Linked DNA regions of Ovis aries: region 1 is linked to region 2. A link is a contact called in public Hi-C data. All regions are on one chromosome and are shown on one strand. Each heading gives the region's core, a stretch centred on a gene start, on an enhancer-like site or on the middle of the called end of the contact. The rest is flanking DNA. Distances are from core to core; before and after follow the strand shown.

What was found. Hi-C and Micro-C count contacts between places; a contact is called where the count stands out from the background.
Region 1: a contact with region 2 is called in a Hi-C map of liver, with 2.4 times the contacts expected there. The contact joins two enhancer-like sites. A contact is called at or near these places in 5 of 16 Hi-C or Micro-C datasets (liver, mixed tissues, muscle and 2 more).

What each region holds. Positions count from the first base shown.
Region 1 is chr24:28,658,882-28,662,851 of ARS-UI_Ramb_v3.0, forward strand. It overlaps TPST1 (tyrosylprotein sulfotransferase 1), which reads left to right. Exons shown (of 4, transcript XM_060405859.1): 4 at 1-1,318. Among named protein-coding and RNA genes, the nearest start is that of KCTD7, 12 kb to the right of the region's middle. Within about 2 kb of position 1,855, at least 2 of the 54 cell types and tissues checked have an H3K27ac peak or open chromatin away from gene starts, as enhancers often do. A contact at or near this core is called in liver, where this site is marked.
Region 2 is chr24:28,512,558-28,516,216 of ARS-UI_Ramb_v3.0, forward strand. The region is part of intron 5 of CRCP (CGRP receptor component); the gene reads left to right. Among named protein-coding and RNA genes, the nearest start is that of CRCP, 29 kb to the left of the region's middle. Within about 2 kb of position 2,359, at least 15 of the 54 cell types and tissues checked have an H3K27ac peak or open chromatin away from gene starts, as enhancers often do. A contact at or near this core is called in liver, where this site is marked.

The DNA.
Region 1 (3,970 bases), core at 605-3,104, 150 kb after region 2:
TCCCACATGCCACCACTGAGTTCAAAAGTTCAAATGCTATAACTAAAGATCCCACGTGCGACAACTAAGACCCAGTACAGCCAAAAAAAAAAAAGTATTCGATGAATTCCTTCCTGGAAACATTCATACAGGGATGCATTATTGACAAGCTGTTTTACAGGACAGATGACTCCAGCTTTGAGTTGCCACTACAGCAGCAATACATCCTTGTTTGCTTGTCGAGGCCTGTAGTGGCCCCCATGCGATGAGAGAAGAACTCAGGAGAAGCTAGGTAGACACCAAAGTATCTCAAGACAAATCATAGTCTTTTGTCTTGTCTTTGGGATCCCTTTGGTGTATGAACAGCAGTCACTGTATTTCCTAAAGTTTGCTTTAAAGAACCTCAGTATCCACCTTTTGATATTAAACAGTCAGCATTCAACCCCTGGACATTTGACATCCCTGTCAAATGCCCTCAGAGTTGCTTCAATTGCAGACGACGGTTGCAGTCATTTGGAAATGGGCAGGAGCAGTCCTTGCTTTGGCTTCCATCCTTTTGTTTTGCATATCAAAGCTCCTGGCAGGCATCTAAAAGCATCCCAGACTGAGGGAGAGTGTGCCTCTCCAGTAGTCCTTCTGAAGCAGCTGTTCTCAATGGTCCATCCCCCTGCTTGTCTCCCCTGCTGTGCTGGGCTCACAGCTGGAAAGGAAGTGGTGTCGTGCAGAGAAGAACAAAGTGAGGTTAGAGTACGCACCTCTGATGCATTCTGTTTGTCTGCCCTAGGGAAGACTGCTGCCTTTTTGGCCACAGAGAAATCTCCAGGACTGGCTGTCCCCTGCTGAGATCAGTGGAGTGTATGTACCATGCCTACATCTCCTGCTTATTTGCCAGTCTCCTTCCCCTGAGAGAGTGGGATATCAGCACACGTTGGGACCCTCCTGAGTGACCTGCCTCCCATGTACAGCGCTCTCGATCCTAATTACACACACAGCCCTGTGGAGAAGGAACCCAGCGGGGATGTGTGCTTTCTGTTAAAACTGCTCTGGCCCTCATCTTTTCTTACCAGATTCCAAACTTTGTTTTCAAGGGGAGGGTTTAAAAATGGGATCCTGTAAGCAAAATTGGGCAGTTTCATCTTGGACTAGGTTGTCTGTACATGTTCTAATGTTTTGTAGAACACTTGTGCCTGTTGAAATGTTTGATGTGGATAATGTTACATATCTTAATTATTTAAATAACTCATTGTATTGTTTCTGAGAAGTTGAGGAATTACCACATACATTTACAATTTGATGACTTTTGTATTTTATTTTTCAAAATAAAAGCTTTAAATGTGAAGCACTCTGCTAGTTTACATGTTTTCATTGCTGTGATTTTAGAGAAGCAATAAGACGTATCAGATGATCTAATAAACCAAAGTTTCTTCAGTTCCTGTATTTCAGATATTCTGAGTGGAGTTTTTGCTGTAATTTATTTCAGAGAGACCCACTACCATCCTTTTGTCTCAGAATCCTGTTCTTTTGTTTCCTTCTCAATTGTCTGGTCTCCATAAAGTCTAATTTCAGAGAGACTTCCCCTGATGCCCTTTCTGCCAACCTCATTCACAATATCTTATCACACTTTGCAGTTTTTAATGTTTCTTAACTTCTTAAATTCTCTGTCTCTTACATTAGATAGTAAGATCCTAGAAGGCAGAGATGTGTCTTTCTGTGTTCATTTTTGTATTCCTGACACCTAGCAAAATGTCTGGCACATTGTAAGAACCTAGTAGAATATTTGGTAAATGATTAATCTTCCCAGAAGCCTCTAACGTATCCATTTCAGATGAAGAAACAGAGGCCAGCCTGGTCAAGCCACTTACACGAGGCCCCTCAGCTAGTGCCACGGACATGGTTTCAAGCCTGACCCTACAATCCTTCTTTCCGCTCCACTCCCCTAGCCCTGTCCCCTTCAACTGAAAATGAATCCTGCTGCCAGATCAGTCCTTTGTTCAGCACTATGTCTTAAGTCACTCTTTCGTTCAAAACCCTTTGATTCTCTAATGCCTCACACATGACATCTGAACTATTCTGCCTCCACAGTGTGGCCTTGGCACCCCTTGTGAACAGCACACTTCCTCCCAGGGTCCTTACACTATTTTCTGCTTCTTCCAGATGCCCAGAAACCCAGTCCCTCTCCCATCTCCCTGGGAAATCCCAGCTCTGTTATGGGCTCAGCTGTCTTAAGTCCCATTGCTTGTTACTGCTCCAGTTACTGCTCCAGCCTCCAGAAAGCAATAAAATCAGCTTTAGCATAACATAATTCGTGTTTTCGTTTTTTCCTTATTTCCTGTATTAGTCTTATGTTACCAGCATTGTAGGGAGGAGGTCACACACCCTTCCAGAGCCTATTAGAATGGGAGGCAAGGACATTTGTAAACTATAGCCCAGCCTGACTCCAATACTCACCCCTAGGTGAACATATGGAGAAGGTGATGGCACCCCACTCTAGCACTCTTGCCTGGAAAATCCCATGGACGGAGGAGCCTGGTGGGCTGCAGTCCATGGGGTCACGAAGAGTCGGACATGACTGAGTGACTTCACTTTCACTTTTCACTTTCATGCATTGGAGAAGGAAATGGCAACCCACTCCAGTGTTCTCGCCTGGAGAATCCCAGGGACGGGGCAGCCTGGTGGGCTGCTGTCTATGGGGTCACACACAGTCGGACACGACTGAAGTGACTTAGCAGCAGCAGCAGCAGGTGAACATAAAGATTTTTATTCCCTATGCCTGCCCACCTCTGGAGACTCCACCTTCAGGATTGGGATTGTGTTGGAATAGGAAAAGGAACAACTGCACAGAACAGCTGGCTCAGGAAAGAAGAACCGCTGCACAAGTGGCCCAGAGAAGCAGACGCTATGGTGTCTGCATCCCCATTGACATTCCTTCCTTCTCAGAGCCTGATTTTCCCATCTGAGCACATTTTCTGTTCCATGGAACATCTTAGAGCACCCCTATGAAGATGACTATTATTTGTGAAATGTTATGATTCGATGGAATCAAATGGAACTCCTGTTGAACAAATGAAAGACACGTGGAGTAAAATTTAAAAAGAGGTAACCGGGTGAGGGACCAGGGGAGATGTGTCACCTGTGAAGGTCAGAGAGCTGCCTGCGGCCCACAAAGCCGTGGCTGCAGCCATCAGGTGAACCTGTGGAGCCAGGGAGAGGCCGGGGTCCTTAGCATCTGAGGAGGAGCTTGGTGAGAGCAGCATCTGTGAAGAGTCATAGTATTCCAAAATGAGAGGAAAAAAATCTTAGTAATCACTCTAGAAACATTTATCAAGAACTTCTCATGGTCCGAGCCCTGTGCCTGAGTGCACATGTCTAAACTCGTTTAATTCTCAAAATCACACCAGAGGTAGGTATTATTTCTACCTGCATTTTTACAGACACTGGGTCAGGAGGCAGTACTAGCTTTCCAGACCAGCTAGTAAGTGATGGAATCAGGATGCAAGTACAGGCAATCTGGCTCTAGAGCCTACACCCTTACCCAGCACTCTGCCTCTCAGTAATCATCTTTTTACTAGAATAGAAACTTGTCATTAGCACTGAGTGACAACTATTTAAATACCCCCCTTGTACTTAGTCATTTGCTGGGTATAATTGTTGTGCCAAGAAGTGCTGCCTTGTAAATTTATGATCTTGGTGAAAATTAAGAAGAATGGACATAAAACAATTATTTCAGGCTCTAGCTAACAAAACCTATAGTATTGCCTACCACAACCTGGCTGGTAGGTGATGGATAAGTGATAGTCTAGGCAGGACTCCAGTGTTGCCCCCAAATTTGTCTTCCTAGGGACCTCCAGATCCTGGGGCTGTCTGGGCTTTTCTCTGGCAGGATCTGTATTTGGGGCATTGAGCTCCCTTCCCTGCTTGTTTGTCATTATCCTACAGTCTTCTGTGGAGAATGTAGGTCTTTGCATAAAGCTGAGCTCTCCTTTTGTTCTGA
Region 2 (3,659 bases), core at 1,109-3,608:
GCAATGTAAGGGTTCTTGTTTCTTCACATCCTCTCCAGCACTATTGGGTAGGCCAGAAAGTTAGTTCCAGTTTTTCGTAAGATGTTATGGGAGACCCTGAGCGAGCTTTTTGGCCGAACCAATACATATTTTAAAGAACGTTAAGAGGACAAAAATAGTCTTTTATATTTACTTAGAATTTTGCTGTTTCTTTTCATCATTCATTCCCGTTCATGTTTACTTTTTAGCATTTACTTCAGCCTGAAGACCTTCTACTAGCACTTCTTTTAGAACAGGCCTGCTGGCTGCAATTTTCTTAGTTTTGGTTCAAATGGGAGTGTTATATATATTCTTTCATTTTGGAAGGATAGTTTCATGGGATTGAGTGATCCTTTCTTTCAGCTCTTGAAAGATGTTAGTTTAAAAAAGAAGTCCTGTGACTGCTTTCAATACTTTTCTTTGTATTTGGTCTTTGAATGATTTATGGTTTTTTTTTAAAGTTTATCTTTGCTGAATTTCTTGGTTATGTAAATTTTTATCTCTTACTCTGGTTTGTGAAGTTTTGGGCCATTATTTCTTTAAACATTTTTTTCTGTCCCAGTCTCTTCCTCCTTTCATTCCAGAACTCCAAAGACGCAACTGTTAGAACTCTGATAATTTTTCTACATATTCCCAAGGCTTTGTTTTTATTGTTGTTGTTTTTTAAAGACTAAGTTTTAAACTGAAATATGGTTGATGTACAGTGTTGTATAACTTTCAGGTGTACAGCATATTGATTGAGTTATCCATATATATATATATGTTCTTTTTAGATTCTTTTTCATTATAGGTTATTGCAAGATATTGAATATAGATCCCTGTGCTGTATAAGAGGTCCTTGTTGTTTATTTGTTTTATATATAGTGAATGTGTATCTCTTAATCCCAAATTCCTAATTTACCCCTCCCTTCCTTTGGTAATCGTAAGTTTGTCTTCTGTGTCTGAGTCTTTTACTGTTTTGTAAGTAAGTTTATTTGGGACCTTTTTTTTTTTTTTTTTTAAGATTCCACATGTGATATATTTGTCTTTGACTTACTTAGTGTGATAATCTCTAGGTCCATTCATGTTGTTGCAAATGGTATTTCATTCTTTTTTATGGCTGAGTAATATTCCATAGTGTGTGTGCGTGCGTGCATGCATGCGTGAGTGTGTGTGTGTGTGTGTGTGTGTGTGCGCGCGCGCACACACCATACCTTCTTTAACTGTTCGGCTCTTGATGGTCACGTGGTCCCTTTTGGGACTTTCAAAATGTGTATGTTGGTTCATCACGTGGTGTTCCAGGCTTTATTCACTTCTCTTTAATCCTTTTTTCTGTTCAAGTTCACTGACTCTTTGTTTGGCCTGTTCAGATCTGCCTTCGAGTCCCTCTAGTCATTTTCATGTTAGTCACTGTGCTTTGCAGCTCCAGAATTTCTCTTTGTTTCTTTCTGTCTCTTTATTGATATTTCCATTTTGTTTATGCATTGTTTTCTTGACTTTCTCCACATCTTTTAATTCTTGGAGCATCTTTAATGTTTTATTTATTTTTGAGATGGTTGTTTTAAAGCCTTTGTCTAGTAGACTTTTTATTGGGTTTTTTTCAGAGACTGTTAATTTGTTTATGTATTTGCCTGGGCTATACTTAACTGTTTCTTTGTTTACCTTGTGAATTCTTTGTTGAAAACTGGATACTTGATCTAATAAAATCGTAGCTCAAAATCAGATTTTCTTCCTTTTCCTTAGGCTTTCTGACTTTTGTTTATTGTTTACTATTTTTGTACTGTAGTGGGTTGTTTCTGTGCTGAGAGTCAGCTTGAGGTATGAACTCAAGGTCTTCTCAGGTCTCTTCTGAGTGTGCGCCTTTCCCTAGGCATGCACAGTCTCTCTCTGATTTTCCCCACATATGAGCTTTTAGGGGAAAAGAAAAAAGGTGGAAGGGGGAATGAACACCGGATTTGTAAACTCTTTCTTGACCCTTTAGAGCCTGCTGCTGCTGCTAAGTCGCTTCAGTTGTGTCCGACTCTGTGCGACCCCATAGCCGACAGCCCACCAGGCTCCCCCGTCCCTGGGATTCTCCAGACAAGAACACTGGAGTGGGTTGCCATTTCCTTCTGTAATGCATGAAAGTGAAAAGTGAAAGTGAAGTTGCTCAATGGTGTCCAACTCTTAGCTACCCCATGGACTGCAGCCCACCAGGCTCCTCCATCCATGGGATTTTCCAGGCAAGAGTACTGGACTGGGGTGCCATTGCCTTCATTAAAGGTTGTTTCCCGAGAGACATGAACATGCCAGGGCTCTAACATACCCTTGCAAAAGCTCCAGGCAGTGTTGTTCTGAAAACAACCAGTAGAGGGGGCTGCAGGCTCCTTTCACTGTAGCTGGGTCTGGCTCCTCTGGAAGCAGGCAAACTATCTACAGCCCATTGGAATTCATCTGGCCTCAGTGCCTTATGACTCAGGGGGCTGCTTGCCACAGGCTATCAAGACCTGGATCACTTGTGCTAGCCAGTGCATTTTAAGACAGGAATCACGTGGGTAACAGAAACTGCTGAAATGCTCTTTAATTCTTTTTTCTGAATATCCCCTGCTAGAGTTTTTCTCTTATCCTTTTTTCAGGAAGAGGAGATTCAAGATAATAGCCCCTTAATGACCTGGTTCTAGTACTACAAACTGGGGCTCCATTAATTTGCTTAAAAACCTCCACTGCTGAAGTTCTTGAGAGTTTGATAGGAACCATGTTTTATTTGACTTTAGGTGTCAAAGTCCAAGAGTAATCTGGAGGCAGCAAAGCTCAGGGTAGATAGATGGGTGCAGGTTTCACTAACATCTGGAATGTGGTTACTCTGCTTAGAGAGCCTGGAATCTCGCCCCTTGTCTCCCTGCTGTGTGAACAGTGTCTCTCTCTGGAACGTCTCCTGCAAGTCATTGCTACTCTAGCTCTTTGTTTTCAACTCATGTTTGTCTCATGGTAGGTTTGTCTTAGTAAGGATACAAAGATGAATAGCTACAATGTAAGTGCTATGGCAGTTGGGACATAGCAGAGAGACACTGAAGTGTCAGAATTTGAGTGTATCATTTTGCCTGTGGGAGGTGACACTGGGTTTTCATATAAGGTAATAGCCAGATATAAGTGAGCACATGCTTTCTAAGCAGAGGGAACATGATATGCTGGAGCCTGTAATCAGGAAGTACTTCCTGTGTAATATTTGCAGTTTCATTTGATTGGAATATGAGTGCTTAGGGGACATGAAGGCATTTGAACCTAGAGAGACTGACAAACAGGAGATGTCAGTGGGTTCTGAAGGTTGAACTAAGAAAGTTTAAAAACTGTGTGCGGACAGTGGGAAGATTAGAAGCAGGATAATGAGATGACCAGATTTTTATCTTTTAAAGGGTACTTTGTTTGTAAGAATGAAGGTAGACTGAAAAAGTGGCAGACGCTTGAGGACAGAGGCCTTTGCCCTTTAGCCAAGAAGAATTGAAGTGGCTGTAGAAATGGTGAGGGTGGGGACTGGGGACAGATACCTTGAAAGAAATAGAATCAGTAATTCTTGGTGTCTTAATATGGGCAGTGGGTGAGAGGGAAGACTTGGGGATGATTCTGGCCTGTGTATTTGGCTCTTCACCAAGATGAGAAGTACGGAGAGAGGAACTGGTTTATTG